Regions from separate parts of the Sus scrofa genome. Here regions 1 and 3 are each linked to region 2. The links are chromatin contacts, called in public Hi-C and HiChIP or PLAC-seq maps. All regions are on one chromosome and are shown on one strand. Each heading gives the region's core, a stretch centred on a gene start, on an enhancer-like site or on the middle of the called end of the contact. The rest is flanking DNA. Distances are from core to core; before and after follow the strand shown.

Region 1 (2,700 bases), core at 27-2,526, 140 kb after region 2:
CACTTTGGTTCTAGAAGAGAATGGATGTGAAGCACTTAGCTGGTCTAACCCGAATATTAAATACCCCTCCAACTCATTTCCAATTCCTAATCACCAGGCAGACACAGAAGACTTGCAGCAACAGATGTCAAACTAAAAAGTTCTCAATTGGTTGACAATAGGCACATCTTTAGAATAGTTAACTGGTGAAGTGGAGGAATCACACAGGAAAAGTTTTCTATTCAAATTTAAATTACCCACCCCACCCTCCCCGGCATTTCTAAAGAAGTGAACCCTATAAACATGGATTTTCTTCCTTGCAGTCACTTCGACTGCCAGAGCCACCTCCCAAGAGCAGGTCTCGGCCTTAGTGCTGCCACATCCTTGAAAATCCCATTTCTCCACCGCAGCCTGCGGAGCGGCGAGCCTGGTGACCCTCTGCGGCAACCGAGGCCGCCGCATACAGGGAAGGAACTGCCACCTTTCCGTTTTGGAAGGAATCACAGGGATCCGGGAAGAAGGGAGAAGTTGGAGGAGAGCCGGCTCCCTTCATCACCCCTCCCTCATACCTGCTCCTTCAGGGGCCAACGAAATGAAGCCACCTCTTCCTGCTCCCATATCTAAACCAAATAAACGAGCTAAAAACTGGTGTCAGATCCTCTCGGGCGGGAAGGGTCCTCCGAGCCTCCCGCCACCAACCTCCCGGATTTGGGCAGAGCCCCAGTTAGAGCTCGAGCGGCCTCTGCAAGCCGGAGTCCAACTCCTCAGCGTGCAGATAAAGGGCGGCGAGGCCCAGGGCGGGGAGGGCTCCCGAGTCCCGCCCGCAGCCCCGGGCAGCGGCCGGAGAGCGGCCCGGCGCGGGGGCCCAGGCGGGGGTGGACTCACGCTCTTGTCGATGTCCAGCTTGAGTTTCTTCTGCGAGATGCTCTTCTGGACCCTCTTGCTGAAGGAGGCGTTGCCCGCGGGCCGGACGCAGCGCTCGCCGTCCTCGATGAGGCAGCAGCTCTGGCCGTAGCCCGGGGCGGCGGCGGGGGCGGCGGGGGGCCCTTCGCGGCTGTCCTCCTCCGTGCTAAAGCCGTTCATTTCCCCGCCCCGGGCCGGCCCCTCTGGGGGAGGGTCCCCCGCAGGCCACTCCGCGGCCGCGCTCCCCGCGGGGCAGGTCGCCGAGGCCCCCGCTCTCGAGGGTCCCAGAGTCCGTCTCCAGGCGAGGCGCTGCCCTGCCCCGCGCCAGGGAGGCCCCGCTCCGCTCCGACGCGCTCCGGGTCCTTCGGTGCCCGGCCCCGCGTCTCCGCCGAGCCCCTTCCTCTCCGCTCGCGGCGCCGGGGTCGGCTCCCGCGGCTCGCAGGGCCCCGCCGGGAGTCACCCGGAGGCGCCTTCTGCCGGGGGCCCTGAACCGTTACCCTTCGGCGAGGACGTCCGAGAGAACGTCCCAGGAAGAAGCCGCTCCCCGGGGACCCCGGGCCGGGGCTGCCAGGGGGTTCCGAGGGCCCCCGCCGGCTCCCGCCTTCTTTCGGCTGCTGGGCAAACTCGCCACTGGGCAGCTCTCCCGGGGTGGCGCGGCCTCCCCGCGCGGGGCCCGGCCTCGAACCCGCGGCGCCCGGGCCCCGCGGAGCGTCGAGCCCGCCCCACCCCTGCAGCAGCTCGGCTGCGCCCCGAGTCCCGCGGCAGCCCCTGGGCCGCCTGGCCGCCGCCCGCCCAACGCTCCGCACCACAACAGTTCGCTCCCCCCGCCCTCCGCGGGACAGCGGAAGTCCCGCCGCCGCACGCCCATTGGTGGCTTTCTCTATCTGGGCGGGGCCACCGCCGCCGCTGGCGCGTCCCATTGGGCGCCATCACCGCCAGTCCCCGGCGCCTGGCTACTTCCTGGACTCTGCTGGGATGGGTTCAAAGTAGAGAAAGTGGAAAAGGGAAGAGTTCCCCGGGTGAGGGAGGGGAACCGGGCCGTAGACTCTTCGGGCTCGGGGAGGATGGTGAGCAGGGTCCCGGTTGGACCGAGGGCCCGACTCTGGAAACAGAGGATCACTTCGGGAGCGGACAGAGTACAGACGTGGGCGGGGGCACGGAGGGACATATACACGGAGGGCATGTGAGGGGGGACCTAGAGGGAAGAGAGGTACTGTCATGAGAGGGACAGACTGGGCAAAACGGAAGGACCAGGGCCTGAGGACCTGCAGAGCGGCAGGAGTTAGGGTGCGTGAAACAGGACAGAGGACAGCCATGGCGGGAAAGACAGGGGGACAATCGGAGCAGATACAAGGAAAGACGTGCGGAAGAGGTGAAGGTGGGTGGGTGTCTGATGGCGGGTCTTGAAAGATAGTCAGAAGCTTGTGGGTGGCGGACCCTCTCCCACTGCGGAGACAGGGACTGGCTGGGTCTGCTCGGAAAGAGGAGAGGGGGAAAGGAACCCGAGGGGCTGTGGTGACCCTTCCGCTGGGAAGAATCGGAAGTCGAGATAAGGTCTAGAGGGTGGACTAGGCGAACCGCGGTAAGAGGAGGAGCTGCGGAGGAAAATGCAGAAAGGATGGGCCAATCTCGGCGAGAGGAAGTGCTTGCTGTATTTTGGGCCCTCCCTGGAGCTCTGTAAACTGTAGCTCCTATGGCTTTAAGCCTCCGGGTTTACCCGGGAGGTGACCGCGCCCTGAGGAGCCCCAGTGCGTGGGGTTCGGTGCTCAGGGCGTCACACACACCCAGCGCCGCAGGAAGAGCCTCTAATCTAGAATG
Region 2 (2,778 bases), core at 82-2,581:
ACTCAGCAATAAAAAGAAATTTATACCGATCCAAGCTACAACAATGGGGGAACCTTGAAAACATGATAAATGAAAGAAGTCAGTGAAGTAAGTGATGCCAAAGATCATTTACTGTACAGCCGCATGCCTACACAATGTCAGAAACAGGCAAATCCACAAAGACAGAAAGCACATTGGTGGTTGCCAGGGGCTGGGAGGTATTCAGTGAAATGGGTACACTGGAGTGATAAAATTATTCTAGAATTAGATAGTGGTGATGGTTGCACAACTCTCTGAATACACTAAAACACACAGAATTATACACTTTAAAAGAGCTTGTGAATTACACCTCAATGGCGCTGTCCATCCTCCCTCCCCTCTTTCCTTCTTTTCCTCCCTCCCTTGCAGCCTTTCTTCCAAGCCTATGAGCCATCAGGAGAAAAGCGTCTGGAATTCAGGGCTGGAATAGAGTTGGGCGTTCTTAACCTGGAGGTCTGAGACCTCTGGGGATCTAGGAAGAGGCTCCAGGGAGCCCTGTCCAGTGCAGCTATTTTGTCTCCATAGCATCCTAAAAAATAATCATATTAAAAAATAATTTCCTATTTGAGTCTTTTACTGGTGCCAGGTATGCTGGTACTGGGCTTAGTGCATTCTTTTTTTTTTTTTGTCTTTTTTTTAGGGCCTCACTTGCAGCATATGGAGGTTCCCAGGCTAGGGATTGAATCCTAGCTGTAGTCACCGGCCTATGCCACAGCCACAGCAACGCCAGATCGGAGCCGCATGCCAGATCCTTAACCCACTGAGCGAGGCCAGGGACTGAATCCACAACCTCGTGGTTCCTAGTCAGATTTGTTTCCGCTGCACCACGACAGGAACTCCTATGTCTCTTGGATTCTCACCTATTCCAGTGGGAAGTACTATTATCAGTCACATTTCACCGAGGAAAGGAGGAAGTCCCTGAGACCAAGAAAAGTCAAGTCACTGGCCAAGTGGTCCAGGCCACTGGACCCACGGGGTCGGAGCTGAGCCAGGAGGGCTCAAACAGGGGCGGTCTAAGTTGCGGTGGCCCTGTGGGACCTGTATGGCAGCTAGATGCTTGGTCCCTTTTGAGCTGCGTGGATGAGTTTGAGGAGAACGGGCGAGGGTGAGCAGCGGGTGGGGAAAACTCCCGCTCCAGCGAGAAGGCAGGTTGGGTGTGTGTGGGGGGTGGGGTGAGGTGGGATTCATTGAGGGGAAATTTACAATCCGCGTGTTGGTAAACTCCTAGCCCTGGTTTGTCACTCACTCGGGCCTCTCGCAACTCACTCCCCGGAAGGCCCATTGGGGGAGGTGGCGCTTTGAGAACCGCAGGCGGAGGAGAGGGAGGAGCGAAGCCGAGAGGCTAGGGTGGAAACCAGACGCGCTAGCTGCGCGCAGCGGGCGTGCACATGCGTGCGCGCGCGTGTGTGTACACACTTGATGGGTCGCGGGCTCGCCTAGTTCTGTGACCGCGCGTGCAGCGTGAGGGGCGCCTCGGATCGTGCGGGAGGGTAAATCATCGCGACCTTGTGCGCGCGCTCGGAGAGTGTGATTGTGGGATCGGACGCGTCTGTGTCGTGACTGTAGTTCTACTTAAGAACTCTACAAGTGTTCTAGCTGCCAGTGCCATGTGGGATGCCCGGGGGACAGGGTGACAAAACAGTTGAGGACCTTGACCTCCTTGCTGGAGCTGACACAACGGGGAGGGGGAATTTTGTGTGGAGGAATGGAAAACAAATCAAGGCAGGGAAAAAACTTCAACTTGGGTACGGGTGTCTGGATCTAGGAGATTGTGCGCGCGTGTGTGCGTGGGTGTGTGTATGTGTGCATGCGCCTGTGATAGGTTTTGGAGCAACTGCTGTCCCACGAGTCCGGACAAGCAGCTGTGGATCTTGCCTTGGGGAGAGGAGAGGCTGAGCCTTGACCGCATCTTAAAGTCTTAAACCCCAGAGGACTGGGTCCTGCGACTCGCCCTGAAACAACGCCTCCACGAGGGATGGAGTGTGACCTGTGACCGTCTCGCATAGCACCCATGTCCGCTTTGGGAGTTTGCTTTCTGAGCTCAGGCTGAGCCAGTTCCCCAGGGAAAGCACTCTTCCCCCTACCCCCTAAGACTCTCTGAAGGCCCCAAACTAAGCTGATGTGGGGGCCAATGGACAGCACCATCCCCTTTTAACGGATGAGGGGAGAGGCCCGTCCCGCGTAACGAGCGCGGGGAGTCAGGGCAGATCTGGGACTTGCTCCACTGCCCTCCACTCCGGGACTGCAGTGTGCGTCATTCTGCTATTAGGCCAGTAGGTGGCGTTAGAGGCCAGGGCTAGGCCGGCGACTCGCAGGCCTGGGGGCTTTGGGCTCCGGAAAAGAGCAAATGAGAGATACCTTCAACAGGCTCTTGCTGTATGTCAGACGCTGTGCCGGGGCCCTTCTTGCATTAACTTGTTTAACCCTCCTGTTATCTAGTTTCCTGTCCCTTTTTTACAGATGAGGAAACTGGGGATCAGAGATTCCTTCTGTGTAACTTACCTACAGTCACTCAGCTTTGTGTGTGAAGCCCAGTTCAGAGGCTCAGGTGCAGGTGGGGGAACCAGGGCTTGAGAGTGGTCCCAGGTCTTGCTGGGAGTGGGTTGGAGGCAGGCTATGAGATTGTCTCGATGCCATGAGAGAAGTGCATCTGTGACAGGAGGGGACAGGATCCTGGGAGGAGCACCAGGGGGTCTGAAGCCAGGCCCAGCCTCTTCTTCCTGGGTCTTACCATAGCCCACTTTGGTGTCTTGGACTTGA
Region 3 (3,012 bases), core at 436-2,935, 170 kb after region 2:
AGAAATACATATGCATGGACAAGGTCTGAAACAGACTGTCCAATTTCACCAACTGTGCATCTGATTTAAATGCTCTCTTAACCTTTGTACCTGATGCTGCTGAATATAAAGATGAATGATAAAATTCATGCTAATAATTTAAACTTTTAGGAACCCTCCTGCACTGTTGGTGGGAATGTAAGCTGGTACAGCCACTATGGAGAAGTTTGGAGATACCTTAGAAATCTATACATAGAACTACCACATGACCCTACAATCCCACTCTTTGGCATATATCCAGACAAAAGTTTCCTTGAAAAAGACACATGCACCTGCATGTTCACTGCAGTACTATTCACAATAGCCAAGACATGGAAACAACCCAAATGTCCATCGACAGATGATTGGATTAGGAAGATGTGGTATATATACACAATGAAATACTACTCAGCCATCAAAAAGAACAAAATAATGCCATTTACAGCAACATGGATGGAACTAGAGACTCTCATACTGAGAGAAGTCAGAAAGACAAAGACAAATACCATATGATATCACTTATAACTGGAATCTAATATCCAGCACAAATGAACATTTCCACAGAAAAGAAAATCATGGACTTGGAGAATAGACTTGTGGCTGCCCAGGGGGATAGGGAGGGAGTGGGAGAGATCGGAGCGTGGGGTTATCGGATGCAAACTATTGCTCTTTGAATGGATTTACAATGAGATCCTGCTGTGTAGCACTGAGAACTATGTCTAGATACTTACACTGCAACAGAGCAAAGGAAGGAAAAAAAAATGTATACATGTAAGTGTACCTTGGTCCCCATGCTGCACAGTGGTAAAAACAAAATTAAAAAATTAAAAAAAATTTAAACTTTTGATTTGTCTCTAAACATTAAATAGAAAATGAATGAACAACAGCAAACACCACAACAAGGCTAAGACAGATCACCGAAAGAAAGGAAAAAGTTTTATATTTTATACCTCTACCGGCATTTCTTTCCTGGAGCCTTGGACCAGGGCTCCGCGCGCGCACGCATTTGGCACCGGGCCCCAGTTATCGGGCTGGCCCTGCCCTCCAAACTCACCTCGCCCCAGGCTGCGGCGGGGGGCTCCACCGGCGGGTAGAATTTGGGCAGGTCCCAGGCGATCTTGGTCATAAACCACTTGAAACTCTTGCAGTTAAGGGAGCTACGAAGCTTCTTCTGGGCGGCCACGTCGCCAGCGGAGAGGTGGCGGTACTCGGGCCGGCGCTGGTAGATGTGTTCTGCGTACTCGTCCATCCACACCTCCGCCACTCGCTTCAGGTTCTGCAAGCACCAGGCAGGTACAAGGGTAAGGCACTCTGACGGGCCGAGGAAGGCAGAAGGTGCAAAGGGTCCCGGAGGTTGAGGACAACCTTTTTTATTTTACGTTGCATCAAAGACCCTAGCCCCACTGTGCTTAATTTAAGCCTTCTATATTTATTATTTATGCATCTTTTAAGGACTCGACAACTTACGTCTGAATAATATACACTGCTGTGAGTTTTCTTGACCATCTGGCATCCCCTCTTTTTTCTAGAAATCACCTCCCTCCGATTTTCCTTCAGGGACCAACCCCTGCCTCATCTTTATCTCACAGGTCTGGGGGAAAGGCATCTGACCCAGCCTGGCTAACGGGAATAGACAGCCCGGGACGCAGGGATTGGTCAGCAGTGAGCATGTGACCTAAGCCAAGCCAATCAGAATAAAGAGGCATTAATGGTCTTGGAATTTTTGTTTCCATAACCAGGGGAAAGAACGGCTGGATAAGGTGCCAAGCGGAGCTGCTGGGCCTCACGGAGAGCCTATCCAAGGTTGATGTCAAGCCAGAAAGAAGCAGAGCTGAAGGTTAGAGCCAGGAACGCGTTTCTTCTTTCAGTTTCCGCATCCAGCCATGTCTGAAGCCAGAACTCCCTCAGGGCTGTCCATTTACATGAGTCAGCAAATTTCCTTTCTGCTTGACCCAATTTGAGCTGGGTTTTGTCCTATTCAACTAAGAGTGCTGCCCAAGTTGCCTGGTAAAAACGAATTATATTTTGCAACGGGAAGGTAGAATTCCCTCAGCAGCTGGAATTTTTAACAAACCTTTGACGTGTGAAGGTTGCTGCTTTTATTATGAAGCACAAAGATAGTCAATAAAAAATGACAACCACATTATTGGCAAGTAGAGGCAGCAGCAGGTGAGGAAACATCTTGTTTGTGAGTAGACTTGGGAAGAGAGGGAAACTTCTGTGTAACCGTGGTGAAAATTTCCCGCTCCGTTTACAGCATAGATCCCACCTGCTGAGAACCTCTTACTTGGAAGAGCACAACCTCAGGTTCAGGTGAGATCCTCTGCTCCCAAACATCTCCTCTAACCACCCCCCCATTTAATTTTCTAGGCTTTCTCATATTTTTTTCCTTACTGCAACCCAAAATTCCTCCTGGAGGGTAAAAGCGAGTTAGCCCTTGAGGCTATTACCAGTTACTCACACCTCAGTGTAAATGACGGCTCTAGAGGCAGAAGGTAAGGCTGCGGTTGACAAACATTTTCCATAAAGGGCCAGGCAGTAAATATTTTAGATGTTGCAGACCATGTGGTCTCAGCTCTGATGTAGCTACAAAGCAGTCCTAGACACTACGTAAGTGAGTGGGTGTGGCTGTGTTCCAGTCAAACTTTATGGACGCCAAAATGTGATTTTCTGTCCCAAAATATCACTCTTGAGTTTCTTCCCCCCTCAGCTATTTAAAAATGTAAAAACCATTCTTAGTTCATGCACCCCACCAACACAGTTTGTGGACTCCTGAGGAAGGAGGCCCACAGGAGGGAGGCCCTGGTACCAAAGCTAGAACCCTCTCACTCCTCACTTCTGCTGCCTCTGAGCTTGGGACTAGGAAGCTGTGAGATCTCCTTGACGCTGCAGAGGAGGTCAACAGTGGGTAAGAAACCAGTTCAGGAACAGTGCTATCCCTGCCAGGCCCCTGCATGGCAGAGGCTGGATTTAATTTACAACTGTGCCCAGAGG

What was found. Hi-C and Micro-C count contacts between places; a contact is called where the count stands out from the background. HiChIP or PLAC-seq counts read pairs in DNA pulled down with a chosen protein or histone mark.
Region 1: a contact with region 2 is called in an H3K27ac HiChIP or PLAC-seq map of alveolar macrophages. The contact joins the promoter of SAP30L here to the enhancer-like site in region 2. A contact is called at or near these places in 2 of 5 promoter capture datasets (fetal liver and liver), 19 of 47 Hi-C or Micro-C datasets (adipose tissue, alveolar macrophages, brain and 11 more) and 2 of 2 datasets of contacts at active chromatin or transcription factors (alveolar macrophages and skeletal muscle).
Region 3: a contact with region 2 is called in a Hi-C map of adipose tissue, with 2.9 times the contacts expected there. The contact joins two enhancer-like sites. A contact is called at or near these places in 16 of 47 Hi-C or Micro-C datasets (adipose tissue, alveolar macrophages, embryonic fibroblasts and 8 more) and 2 of 2 datasets of contacts at active chromatin or transcription factors (alveolar macrophages and skeletal muscle).

What each region holds. Positions count from the first base shown.
Region 1 is chr16:68,708,676-68,711,375 of Sscrofa11.1, forward strand. It overlaps SAP30L (histone deacetylase complex subunit SAP30L), which reads right to left and starts at 1,277. Exons shown (of 5, transcript XR_308560.3): 1 at 865-1,277.
Region 2 is chr16:68,565,345-68,568,122 of Sscrofa11.1, forward strand. No RefSeq gene overlaps it. Among named protein-coding and RNA genes, the nearest start is that of HAND1, 110 kb to the right of the region's middle. Within about 2 kb of position 1,332, at least 28 of the 83 cell types and tissues checked have an H3K27ac peak or open chromatin away from gene starts, as enhancers often do. A contact at or near this core is called in adipose tissue, alveolar macrophages, omental adipose tissue and 2 more, where this site is marked.
Region 3 is chr16:68,734,251-68,737,262 of Sscrofa11.1, forward strand. It overlaps GALNT10 (polypeptide N-acetylgalactosaminyltransferase 10), which reads right to left. Exons shown (of 13, transcript XM_021076946.1): 10 at 1,073-1,294. Among named protein-coding and RNA genes, the nearest start is that of SAP30L, 26 kb to the left of the region's middle. Within about 2 kb of position 1,686, at least 8 of the 83 cell types and tissues checked have an H3K27ac peak or open chromatin away from gene starts, as enhancers often do. A contact at or near this core is called in adipose tissue and subcutaneous adipose tissue, where this site is marked.